Regions from separate parts of the Mus musculus genome. Here regions 1, 2 and 3 are each linked to region 4. A link is a contact called in public Hi-C and promoter capture Hi-C data. All regions are on one chromosome and are shown on one strand. Each heading gives the region's core, a stretch centred on a gene start, on an enhancer-like site or on the middle of the called end of the contact. The rest is flanking DNA. Distances are from core to core; before and after follow the strand shown.

Evidence for each region. Promoter capture Hi-C pulls out the DNA fragments that hold promoters and counts their contacts. A called contact is a pair of places that touch in the nucleus more often than the background predicts.
Region 1: a contact with region 4 is called in a Hi-C map of cerebellum, with 2.7 times the contacts expected there. The contact joins the enhancer-like site here to the promoter of Ttll6 in region 4. A contact is called at or near these places in 9 of 39 promoter capture datasets (the 3T3-L1 cell line, the C10 cell line, cranial neural crest and 5 more), 1 of 15 datasets of contacts at CTCF or cohesin (stem cell-derived epiblast-like cells), 16 of 484 Hi-C or Micro-C datasets (the HL-1 cell line, cardiomyocytes, cerebellum and 10 more) and 7 of 115 datasets of contacts at active chromatin or transcription factors (the NIH/3T3 cell line, embryonic basal ganglia, extraembryonic endoderm stem cells and 4 more).
Region 2: a contact with region 4 is called in a promoter capture Hi-C map of liver, with 3 times the contacts expected there. The contact joins the promoter of Scrn2 here to the promoter of Ttll6 in region 4. A contact is called at or near these places in 2 of 39 promoter capture datasets (liver and pre-B cells) and 2 of 115 datasets of contacts at active chromatin or transcription factors (embryonic forebrain and pancreatic cancer cells).
Region 3: a contact with region 4 is called in a promoter capture Hi-C map of embryonic stem cells. The contact joins the promoter of Pnpo here to the promoter of Ttll6 in region 4. A contact is called at or near these places in 4 of 39 promoter capture datasets (the 3T3-L1 cell line, embryonic stem cells, hippocampal neurons and 1 more).

Annotation. Positions count from the first base shown.
Region 1 is chr11:96,860,278-96,863,357 of GRCm38.p6, reverse strand. It overlaps Copz2 (coatomer protein complex, subunit zeta 2), which reads right to left. Exons shown (of 9, transcript NM_019877.2): 9 at 2,155-2,495. The coding sequence ends at 2,448. It overlaps Gm11523 (a long non-coding RNA gene), which reads left to right. Exons shown (of 4, transcript XR_880183.2): 4 at 1-916. Among named protein-coding and RNA genes, the nearest start is that of Mir152, 11 kb to the right of the region's middle. Within about 2 kb of position 1,262, at least 187 of the 459 cell types and tissues checked have an H3K27ac peak or open chromatin away from gene starts, as enhancers often do. A contact at or near this core is called in the HL-1 cell line, the NIH/3T3 cell line, cerebellum and 12 more, where this site is marked.
Region 2 is chr11:97,028,619-97,031,518 of GRCm38.p6, reverse strand. It overlaps Scrn2 (secernin 2), which reads right to left and starts at 1,567. Exons shown (of 8, transcript NM_146027.2): 1 at 1,464-1,567; 2 at 930-1,103; 3 at 458-639. The coding sequence starts at 1,103.
Region 3 is chr11:96,942,600-96,945,371 of GRCm38.p6, reverse strand. It overlaps Pnpo (pyridoxine 5'-phosphate oxidase), which reads left to right and starts at 1,353. Exons shown (of 7, transcript NM_134021.2): 1 at 1,353-1,641. The coding sequence starts at 1,504. It overlaps D030028A08Rik (RIKEN cDNA D030028A08 gene), which reads right to left and starts at 1,226. Exons shown (of 6, transcript NR_003293.3): 1 at 1,158-1,226; 2 at 279-527.
Region 4 is chr11:96,132,311-96,135,055 of GRCm38.p6, reverse strand. Ttll6 (tubulin tyrosine ligase-like family, member 6) reads right to left here and starts at 1,270. Exons shown (of 15, transcript NM_172799.4): 1 at 1,095-1,270; 2 at 148-185. The coding sequence starts at 1,270.

The DNA of each region.
Region 1 (3,080 bases), core at 13-2,512, 730 kb before region 4:
TCCGGGCTGTCAGCCAGGCCTGCTGTCTAGGCGGCTCCACCTGGATGCAGAAAGCGAGGGGGGCAGGGAGACGCAATAGCCAGAAGACTGGACCTGCAGACTTGGGGTCATCACCACTATGGGAGCTCAGCTCAACGCAACCCCCCAGTCGCTGCTTTGCTAATCCCTCCCTATGGGATCAGGGTAGTAGCCTTTAGCCATAGCAAGTCAAGGAACACTTTCTTGTTACCTTTAACCATCTGTAGCCTAGGCTGGTCTCAAACACAGTAAATAGTTAGAAAATGACTTTCAACTTCTGATTCTCCAGCCTCCACCTCTCAAGAGACGAGATTATAGGCTTGTGTGTTCCACACCCTGTGAGGACCAAGTGCGAGTAAGGAATTCAGATATTGTAGTATAATGAGGAGTTTTCTATCCCCTATCGAGCGGAAGCTGCGATATACTTGTATATTCGAAACTTTCAGGGTCTCGGTGTATCCCTTAATAGAATGTGGACAGTATCGTGTAGTTCAGAGAGTTGTGTGAGCCAGCCTTCCTGGAGCTCCTAGCTTCTGCCTGATGCTTCCCATTCCCGTCCTCGCACAACTGAAATTGCAGGACCAAGTCAGGTCAGGCCGGGTTGCCAGGAGGCAGTTTACTCCTCCGGGCCTTGGCTCCATCCATGGTGGAGCCAAGTGCTACGGGTGGCTGAATATTTGAGAAATAATCCAAAGAATGTCTTTTCCGTCACCACACTGGCCCCTGAACTGCACAATTTTATTGTGCCACCTTCCCCCTCTCTCAGGATTGCCTTTTTGCAACTCTGGGCTGTGTGCACAGCGACTCTAGAAAGACACTATAGTAAGCGTTTACAATGAGTAGATAATCATCCCCGTATCTTCGTAGAGTTCTCTAATTACAGACGTAGTCAAATTCAGTATAAATATCTGTTTTGTTTTGTTTTGTTTTGTTTTGTTTTGAGATAGTGTCTCACGCAACCTAGGCTGATCTCCCACACTCACGGCCTGGAAATGACAACCACCGGGACAGGCTTTTATTAAGATCCAAGGCTCACCACTATTTTTATTACGGCGGCTGCCAAAAAGCTCTGCGTTGGGAGAGAAGTCGCGGGAAGTCACGCGTGATGGTTGCCAGGGCAACGCACTGGCTCTGGTGTCAGAGATCAGTGAGAAACACCGGGAGGAGGGTCGGTTCCACCTCAGGGGCGGAGTTATCGAGGCCCAGGACCCTGAGGTGTGCCCGTAGTACCTCCAGGTGGCGCTCTAGGACCACGGATGTGGTGAGGGGGCGGAGCTTCCTGCTGCGCGATGCTCCTGTGAGAGGCGGGGCCGGGGCGGAGCGTGGGAGCCGCTGAAAACCTCCAGGGATCCAAGAAGATGACACCCCACGCTGCCAAAGAAGAGTCCGCGGCGTGGAGACGCCGAAAGCGTATGGGTCACAGGAAAAACCGAGAGAAAGTTCAGAGATTGGGACTAGGGTAGGAAGGGGGTTCGGGATGCTCAGAAAGTTTATTCATCTCCATCCTTGAGATGTGTCGCCGTGAATCTCCTTCCGTCTGTCGCCTCTCTAGACACCCCTGTCCGTCCCTCCCCCGACCCCCGTCCTTCGCCTCCTCGTAGGTACACGGATGCTCTACACACACGCGCAGTGGCCACCACTCGGTGCCTTCTCGCCCCCAGATAGAGACAGCAAATTATAGAGCTCTACTGCCCAGGATCTATGCCAAGATAAGAATTCCGCGGTCCCAGGCGCGCCAAGAAAAATAGCCAAACAGTTCCTGGGTTTGTCAGAGTAAGCCTGACTCCCTTCCTTTCTGGAGCCTAGAATGGAAAAAACGACTCAAGGAATCCCTAGCGGAGCCTCCCTGTGGGTACTGCACAGACAAAATGGAGAAGCCATCTTCACTCTCCTTTTCCTGGAAGAATATTATTCCTGTTACTATGACTCTTACCATGCCACACCGTCGTGTTTAACCGCTCAACTACTCATGCAACACCAGGGTATCAGTGTTGCACCCCTCGTGTTAAACACAACCCTTTCCCTTGACCCACTCTGACCTCATTCACAGGTGTAGTGTACACGCGCACGTACACCACACACACACACACACACACACACACACACACACACACTTCAAAGTCAAGAAAGGAGGTCTTTGGGGGGGAAAAATGTAAGTTTATTAAGGCCTAGGACTGAGGATGTCAGAGGTCCGAGGGGAGGCAACTTTGCTGGTTCCCATGGCCCCAAGGCCAGGTTAGGATGCTGAGTAGGGGTGAGGGAGCTGGGGTCAAGCTTTTGCGTCTCAGAATCCCTGGCAGGAGACCTCAGGGATCAGTTCTGAGAGAGGCCTGAGAAGGCAGAGTGGTCTCTCTTGCGTCTTGAGATCTTGGGGCTTACGCGGGGACTGGCAAAAGTTCTCTGGGGAAGGAGCCTTGATTCCAAGGTCTTCATTTCAATAGCGACCATTTAATCTGTTCCTTGGCTGACTGAAGAACCTGAAGTGAGAGTAGGAGGTTGGGAGAAATATTTGAGAATGTCAGTGATTGGAGGTCGACAAGGGCGCCTCTCCAGCCCTGGCCACTAGATGGCAGCAGCTTGCCTCTTCTTTAATGAGATGAGGTTTTGGAGGCTAGGGCAGGTCCAGAGGGCTGCAACCCAGCTGGCTGCCTCCCAAGCCTGTCCAACTGTGGGTGAGGCGGTAGCCCCTGCCTCCCCTAAGCCATATCAGGCCACAGTAATAGTGCCTCCTCACCGCGCCATCAGGCAGGCAGAGACTGGGCCCAGGCTCAACCACGCCTGTGCTCAGACACTTGACACCGTAATAAACTTGTGATGCTGGTTTTGATGGGGTGTGTTCTCAGCACCCCATCCCATTTGCTGATGTGACAAAGCTGTCAGGTGTGTGTATGTGTGTGTGCTCCTACTACCAAGAAAAAACATCTCAGTCCAGTGTGTGCCCGTATCTGTGCCAATGTGCACACGTGATGCCAACACATGAGGGGGGACTCGGGATACTCAGACTGTCTCTCTGGGCATAAAGCCTCCTCCAAAATGTCCACCCCGCACTGTGTATGTCCTCC
Region 2 (2,900 bases), core at 318-2,817, 900 kb before region 4:
GCAGTGGTGGTGCATGCCTTTAATCCTAGCACCTGGGAGACAGAGGCAGGTGGATTTCTGAGTTCGAGGCCAGCCTGGTCTACAGAGTGAGTTCCAGGACAGCCAGGGCTACACAGAGAAACCCTGTCTTGAAAAACCAAAAAACAAACAAACAAAAGTTGTACTGAACTATGTGTGGTGGCACACAGGCAGGAGGATCTCTGTGAATTCAAGGCCATCCTGGTCTACAGAGCAAATTCCTGGACAGCCAAGGCTACACAGAGAAACCCTGTCTCAAAACAAAAAGTACTGAAAAAAAAATTAAAGCACTCTAGGCCAAGGGAGGTCCTTTATCAGACTAGGAAGATATAAGACTGCAGCCGCCTTAGAAAGGCCTCAAGGGCAAGGCCAACAGAGACAAGCCCAATAGACTCAGGCTAGGTGGGAGGAAGTGGGGCACTGAAGAGCAGCTCTCTACCTGAGCAGGTCCATACCCAGCAGGGCTTCCCCCTGCCCCACAGGCTCTTTGGTCCACACTGCTTCGTTTCCAATGCAGACACCAAGCTCGTTGGCCCCCATCTCAGCTCCCCACAGCCAAGAGGGGCGGCTCAGAATCACAGCGTGTGTCTTCCCCACCTGTTCCACCTCGATATAGGTACACTGGAGGTAAAGAAGAGAGAGGAAGAATTCAGTGAAAAAAAAAAAAAGACCCAGAACTTACACTGCCCGGACCCTTTGTCAGCCACTTTAAATGGCCCTGAGAAAGGTCTTATTCTCAGGTCACACATAAGTAAACCGAGTTAGCAGAAGCTAACTCCACTCAAGGGTCCAGGTTGGTGGACTGGAACTCCGTACTCGTTCCACTCCATCTGCTCCCGTCCCAGGAGCAAGAAAACGAAGGTCTGGGAATAACGTCTCAACCTTCCAGCTCCTTCTAAGTCCTAACCCACCTGAAGCCGGCTCCCAGGGACGTGAGTGCCTGCTGGTATAAACACCACCTCCTGCACCTCATCTCGGGGCCGGTCTGAGTTCTTTGCAAAGATTACAGCTGGGATGGCTGAGGCCGGGGGCACAGAGACAAAACAGTCGCAGGAACAAGGGGCATCGGGGCTCGACGACGCCATCTGCGAAGAAGTGGAGATGTTCATGTCCCTCAAACCTCTCCACAGTCTTGGCCACCGGTGGGGTGCAGGGCACTCTCCTCCCCACGTGTGCACTCTGAGAAGCCTGACGCTCTGGGACAACAGCACTGTTGTCAAAGCGTGGTGTGCACTAACAATGCACTTGGCTTGGAGTCAGGCGACAGAGCAAACTCTGCAAGTTAAGAGCGTCTGTTTTGGAGTCCTAGCCCTTCCAGGCTGACTTACAGGGTAGTTTCTAGGCACTAAAGCTGGCTCCAAGAATCCCACGCTCCTGCGCATGCCCACATTCACGCGCCTCTTCCGTCCACCCCTTTCCAAGTCCTCAGTGCCTCGGTCTCTCACCCTCTCTGCATCCAAGACCCCCAGGCTCGGTTCCGGGCGCCACTTCCTCCTCTTCAGGTCAGATCTGTTCCCCTGGACCCAGGTTCTCTGGTAGGTGACCTGGAAGGCCTTTGTCCCCGGGGGCGGGGCCGGCACCGGCACAGGACACCTGCAATGTCACCGTCTTCCACGAGGGTGCGCGCTAGCTAGCACCACTTCTTAGAGCTGAGAGACCTTTCAAATCCTGCTTAAGAGTCCCGGGCTTTCTCTACAGCCTTATCAGATAAGAGTCATTAACAGGAGGTGGAGCTGAAGGAGAAAAGAAGCCCTAGTGAAAAGAAAGAATGCATAAAGTAGCCAACACTGCTGGGAGTTCTAGAGATTAAGGGAAAACTTTCACTACCTGCTTCCTGACTTGAATTTCATAAATTACGGTATTGTTTATTTTATTACTGTTTTTGTGTTTTGTTTTTTAGAGACAGGGTTTCTTTGTGTAGCTCTGGTTGTCATGAAACTTGCTCTGTAGAATAGCTTAACCTCAAACTCACAGAGATCCGCCTGCCTCTGCCTCCCAAGTGCTGGGATTAAAGGCGTGCACCACCACCGCCTGGCACTTATTTTACTAATTTTTAAAATTTGTATTTTTATAGGCTAGAGAGATAACTGGGTGCTTCAAAGCTGCCGTTGAGGAGAACATGGGTTCGAGTATCAGCTCACAGCTGTTTGTAATTCGTTTCAGTGAACCTGATGCTCTCTCTGGTCTCCATGGACTCCAGACACACATGTGATGCTCAGGCAGGCACACATACAGGCAAAACATCAAAACGCATAAAATAAGTTTTTTTTCTAAATTTTGTAAATATGTGTGTGGGGATTACATGTAGGGGAAGGCATGTGCCCACAGAAGCCAGAAGAGGGTGATCTATCCCTTGAAGCTGAAATCACAGATGGTTGTGAGCTGCCTGGCATGGGTGGTGGGAACCAAACTCAGGTCTTCTGCAAGATCAATCGTCACTCTGAACTTCTGAACCATCCTTCTGGTCCCTTTTTTATTTTTTTTATTAAAGATTTATTTATTGTATATGAGTACACTGTAGCTGTCTTCAGACACAGCAGAAGAGGACATCGGATCTCATTACAGATGGTTGTGAGCCACCATATGGTTGCTGGGATTTGAACTCAGGACCTCTGGGAGAACAGTTGGTGCTCTTAACGTTGAGCCATCTCTCCAGCCTCCCCTTTTTTATTTTCAACCTTAGATGCCATATCTTTTGAGCTGTGCACCTCGTTTTGTTGTCATTGTTGTACATATTTTACAACTTTGAGAGACTATCTGTGTGTATACATACATGTGTGCAAGTGCACACCACCATGTAGGTGTGCCTTTGTGCAGACTAGAGGTCAGCACTGGGTGTCTTCCTCGGTTGTGCTCCATCTTCTTCTCTGAGTCAGGGCCTC
Region 3 (2,772 bases), core at 104-2,603, 810 kb before region 4:
AACTACTACAGTCCACTGCAAGAGCCAGACGACTCTCCCCATCCTGCTCATGGGAGAAAACGACAATGCACCAAAAATTCTAGGCTAGCCTCACGTTTACTATGTAGCCAAGGCTGGCCTTAGTCTAAGTGCTGAGACAACCGGCAGGCATGCACCACTTTTCTCAGCAAGCTTCCTTCCTCTTGCTTCTGTGCAGCAGATTGCGCTGGCTCAAGCTGTAGACAGAGGATAATGAGTTCCCACTGCAGACACCAAGGCAGGCCAAGAAGGTCTCTTACCTGGCACAGTGCTGGGTGCCTGTCTACATGGCTCTTGGGGCTCCCACTCCGGATACTGGTAGACACCAGGGCTACAGAGTCATCTTCCACCACGGGCTGCCCCAGGCAGATCAAAGCTGGAAGAAGCGTTGTGAGGATTTCCTACTTCTCTCTCAGCCAGACATCCACCACGTGAAGTCAGCGTGCAGGCGCCGCACCTGTTCCCTGTATCCTTGGCTGGCTATTGCCAAAAACTATGCCTCCCACTACCTAGAAAGGAACAACAAAGAAATAAAAACAGCAACAACAACAAGAAGAAATATGAAAAGGAGGAAATAACCAAGTTGAAAGAGGTTTAGGAAAGGGACAGCCCTTCCATCTGTTAGAGCAGTGGCTAGTAGTAACTCCACTGCATTGGGTATAGGATGCCCTGAGCCCAGCCCAACCCTTAGGAAAGGGTTACAAGTTAGAAGGGAAGACCATTCTGCTCTGGGGTAGCCTGATTCCAATTTCTGTCTTCTTTCTATTCAGCTGACTCCCTTCTCGCCTCAGAGTCTCCTTCCTGACCCCAGAGTGCTTCCCCAGTCCCCAGAGTATCAGCCCACCACCACGACCCTCAGCACCTGCCCTGCGGTTTACAAGGCAGTTTCAGTCTCTCCTTACTCTCAAGCCACAATCTTCTCCCTCAGTCTCTCCCTGTGTCCCTAACACCTTTGCTTCCGAGTCCGGCCCCCAAACCATGTTTTCTTGCCCAGTCTTCCAACCTCCGCTGCGCCAGGAGGGGATCCCTGCCCTACGTTCTTCTTCAGTAGCCCGCCACTGGCCGGCCACTTACTGCGGACCTCTCCTCTCCAGCCCCGAGACTTCGCCCCGCCCTCGCCTTGGCTGCTGTCCCTATACCTTTAACAAACCTCCACGTGCTTCTTAAACGGCGGTGACAGCATTTCCTTGTCTCTCTGCTCCCGCCCCTGGAGGCGCTGCCCATTGGCTGCTGGGTTCCTTCATTCCCGCTCTAATTGGTCTCGCTCCAGGTAACTCAAACCAATAAGCTCTCCAGGTATGGATCCCTGCTCTGGTCCTGGACAGCTATTGGTTGATCCTAGGCACCTTGGTTCCGAGAACTTAGGACTTACTAGCTTGTCTGGGGCTCTAGTAAATTCTTCCTTCCCAGGCTAGACACACAGGCTGAGCAATTGGTTCCGAACCCAGGGCCAGGCGACGCTGGGTCACGTGGCCGACTGCTTACATGACGTGCGGGCTGCTGAGCGTCACTGTGACGTTCAGGAGACCTGCGAAGTGGACGGGCTACCTCCGTCACCTGTGCTGTCGGGGTGCAGTCATGGACCTGGGACCAATGCGCAAGAGTTACCGCGGGGATCGAGAGGTGCTGCCGCTGCCGCCGGGACACGGAAAGGGGGTGTCCCTAAATTAGCAAAGGGTTGGAGGAGCGCCTTGTGCTTTCAGGGGCCACTTACAAGGCAACGGGATTTAGGGGTCACCCTGATGGGAGAAGAGGGTTTCAGAGACAGCTACTGGGGAGGGCCTCAGGGGAACCGTGGATTAACGTGTACTCATAGACCCCTTGACATCAGAACCCACCTGTGTTGGAACCCAGCCCTTTTCTGACTGTCTCGCTGTGGACAATTTATGCTCTTTGGGCCTCAGTTTATCCACCTGTAAAGTGGTGATACCTACTTCACAAGGATGCTGTGGGTTTGGGGGTTTTCTCATTTTTTACATTTTTATACATTTAGAGTGTACATGTGTTTATACATGTATGACAGGCGACAACTTTCAGGAGTTTTTTGGTTTTTGTTTTTGTTTTTTTTTTTTTCCCACCATGTCGTAGGTCACCAGGAATGAACTCAGGTTGTCAGGTTTCGTGGTAGATGTCTTTACCAGTCTATATTTAGGCATTTGTAAAATGCTTAAAACAGTCATAAACGTGATATAAATTTATAAAGGAGCGGAAGCTGGGCTTGTAGCTGAGTGTTGTGGAGTCTTGCCTGGTGTGTATGAGGGTTCTGGGTTCCACCTTTGGCACCAAATGAACTAGGCACAGTGGATCCAGAGTTCAGGGTCCGGCTACACAGTGAGTTCAAGGCTAACCTGGAAGCTCTTCGTTTTAACCTCCCTCATCATGATCTTCTCCCCACTCAGGTCAGGGACCAAGAGATCAGTTCTGGGATTGGGATCCAGAGCTACAGTGGCCAAGTGTGCTTATCCGTGAACATCTGCAGGAGTGCTTGACTGAGATGTAGGCTCTTGTGAAACCTTAGAACTACTTCATGAAAAAGAATGAGGTGACCCACAGGAACTTCAGCACACTCCAGCCCTGGTTCATCCCTTCCTCCTTAGGAGACTCAGGGACTTACTGGGCCGTTTTATGCCTGTTTCACCATCTGTAAATGGACATAGAACCTACTTCCTGAGTAGTGTTTTGTTTGGTTGGTGTTTTTTTCTTTCTCTCATGGTCATCATTATGATGGCTAAATGCATTTACATTTGAAAAACA
Region 4 (2,745 bases), core at 21-2,520:
ACTATGGGCTGTGCACAATGCCCCTGTGATTTTCAGGAGACTTCCAAGCATTCTGAGACCCTGTTTATCACCCTCGGGCATGCCCAGGACTGGCCCCTTCCCCACCCTTCAGTCTCCATCACAGACCCCTTGAACAGAGATACTTACCGCTGTCATACCGGCAGTTAGATAGATTGATCACCAATCATCTGGAAAAGAGAAAAGGGCAGACAGCAAGACACAGACAGATACCCAGGCCAGAACACAGGGCTGGGGCCAGACACATGTGTCCCAGTGGCCACACCAAGCCATGCACCTCACAGTTCCGTTACTCCATGTGTTACAATTGCCTTTGCTTGCGATTTTGTGTTAACACCATTGCCTCAACCCCCTTTTTAATTTTGTCAGTGATGGGACTTGAACCCAGGGCCTCCTGCCTGAAAGTGAGGCACTAGACACTAGGCTACACTCCCAGTGGTCCCTGTACTTTTACACCATCAGCCCATTGGGGACAGAAATTTTATTTTATTTATTTATTTTGGGGTTTGTTTGCTTGTTTGAGAAATTTTAAAAGGCACATATTTTTTACTAAAATATTGTCTCCCCCTTTCCACTAAGGGAAGCCATTTAGAAGATAGACAATACTCTCTTACAAGGCAAAGCAGAGTATTAACCCAGAAACGGAATGCGCAAGCTGCAGCTGCCAGCCGCCGGGGCTGGCAAGTCACTGTGGTCCTGTTACACTGCAAGTATGTGAAATTCCCAGGACACACGGGAGCTTGCGCTTAGGAAGGGAAATTTTTTCCTTGCTCCTTCAGCAAGGAGCTCCCTCTCCACCCAGTCTTTAAAAGGCATTGCAAACACAAATAGAAGGAAAAGTACAAGGTGTGATTCGAGGTTATGCACACTATTATGGGATGCCATAAAACAGAACACTGAAATTGGTGTGAGCCAGAGGAGACAAGCCCTGTGTCCCCTTTTCCTCTCATCAGCCAAGACCTTCTTCCCTTGGGCCCTTCCTGCTCTTATCAACACCGACACCACACACACACACACACACACACACACACACACACACACACACGCCCCGAAACTCCTCGTTTTTCAATACTAACCTTTTTTTCTTCCTCTTTTTCTTACCATGCTGCTGTGCGTTCTGGAGCCTCTTTTGTGTGTTCTCTCTCACAAAAGCCAGGGTGACAAATTCTTTTAGCTCCTCCAGATCTTCTGTGGAACTCTCCTCCCTCTCTTCAGCCCCTTCCTCACTTTCCGAAGTCAGGCACTGTAGCATCTTCCTAGCCCTGGAGGAGGCTCTGGGGAAACATCAGTCCTCCCTGGAGAGAAGGCAGAGCGATCAGCAGTTGTGTGGGTCCACCTGAAGGGGGCGCTCCTCCCTTGCTCATGTCCGTTCCCAAACAACTGGTTGTAGTTTATAAAAAATGCTCCCCGCTCCAAATGCGCGCTTGGTGCACGCTCAGGGAGAGAGCTAGTTCCACCTTTGGCAAAGACTCTGACCTTGGGGACTCACCTAGCCAACCCTAGCTTTGGTTTTGGCCATCTGGGGTTTTCTGAAAGAGGCCGAGCTGCTGCTATGCGCTGTACCACCTGGTAAACAATCTTATTATTAAAGTCAGAGTGCGCCTGGAGACAGCCTCAGAACTCAGCTTCAAGCCTTTCTATCTGAGGGACTGAGTCCCGAGGGGGCAGTGGAGGTGGGCTGAGTTCTGTTAACCCTTACAGTGCTGCATTCGACTTCCCACAAGGCAAGATGCAGGCACGAATAAGATGCACAGGCGGCTGTGAATCAACAGATGTCCGTTCCCAACAATACTGAGAATGGAACTAAGAGCTTCTGGAAAACTAGTACTCTTAACTGCTGAGATCTCTCTCTCTCTCTCTCTCTCATTCTCTCTCTCTCTCTCTCTCTCTCTCTCTTTCTCTCTCTCTCTCTCTCTGTCACACCACACACACACACACACACACACACACACACACACACACAGCGTTCTGCCTTCACAGTTCTTTAGGAGTACAGTCTCTGCCTCTGCCTCTGCCTCTCTGCCTCTGCCTCTTCCTCTCTGCCTCTGCCTCTCTGCCTCTGCCTCTGCCTCTGCCTCTGCCTCTCTGCCTCTCTGCCTCTGCCTCTGCCCCATCTGCCTCTGCCTCTCTGCCTCTGCCTCTGCCTCTGCCTCTGCCTCTGCCTCTGCCTCAGCCTCTGCCTCTGCCTCTGCCTAACCCAGATTTTCCTGGCCCCGTTCAGATCACAGCCCTCACACCAAGGCTCATATGGCCATAAGGCCCATTTCACAAGGCTCCCACCTCCTCCCTTCTCCTCCCCACCAACCTCCACGCCTTTAATGCCCACACTCCAGCCTCTCTCTCCTTTAGTGCCCACAGGCCTCTCTCCTTTAGTGCCCACATGCCAGCCTCTCTCTCTCCTTTAGTGTCCACAGGCCTTTTGCCATCTACTTGCCTGCCCTGCTCATACACATCCTTTGGATCAAAGCTTTTAAAAATGAATATCTTTATCTTTCAGTTTATTGCTGAAATCATGTTAAATAAAGGAGGCCTTAAAGCTGGGAGGGCAGACATCACCTGTGGCTCACCTACTCTACCAAAGCATCTTTGCCTTGGCTGTGAATTCTTAAATTCTAATTGTAATTATTCTGACATCATTTTAACCATCTTGGCACCTTCTTTCTGCCCACATAATATATCATAAAGGCGCGTTTGCATGTCCCTAGGTATATTTTTGTTCTCTCTGTC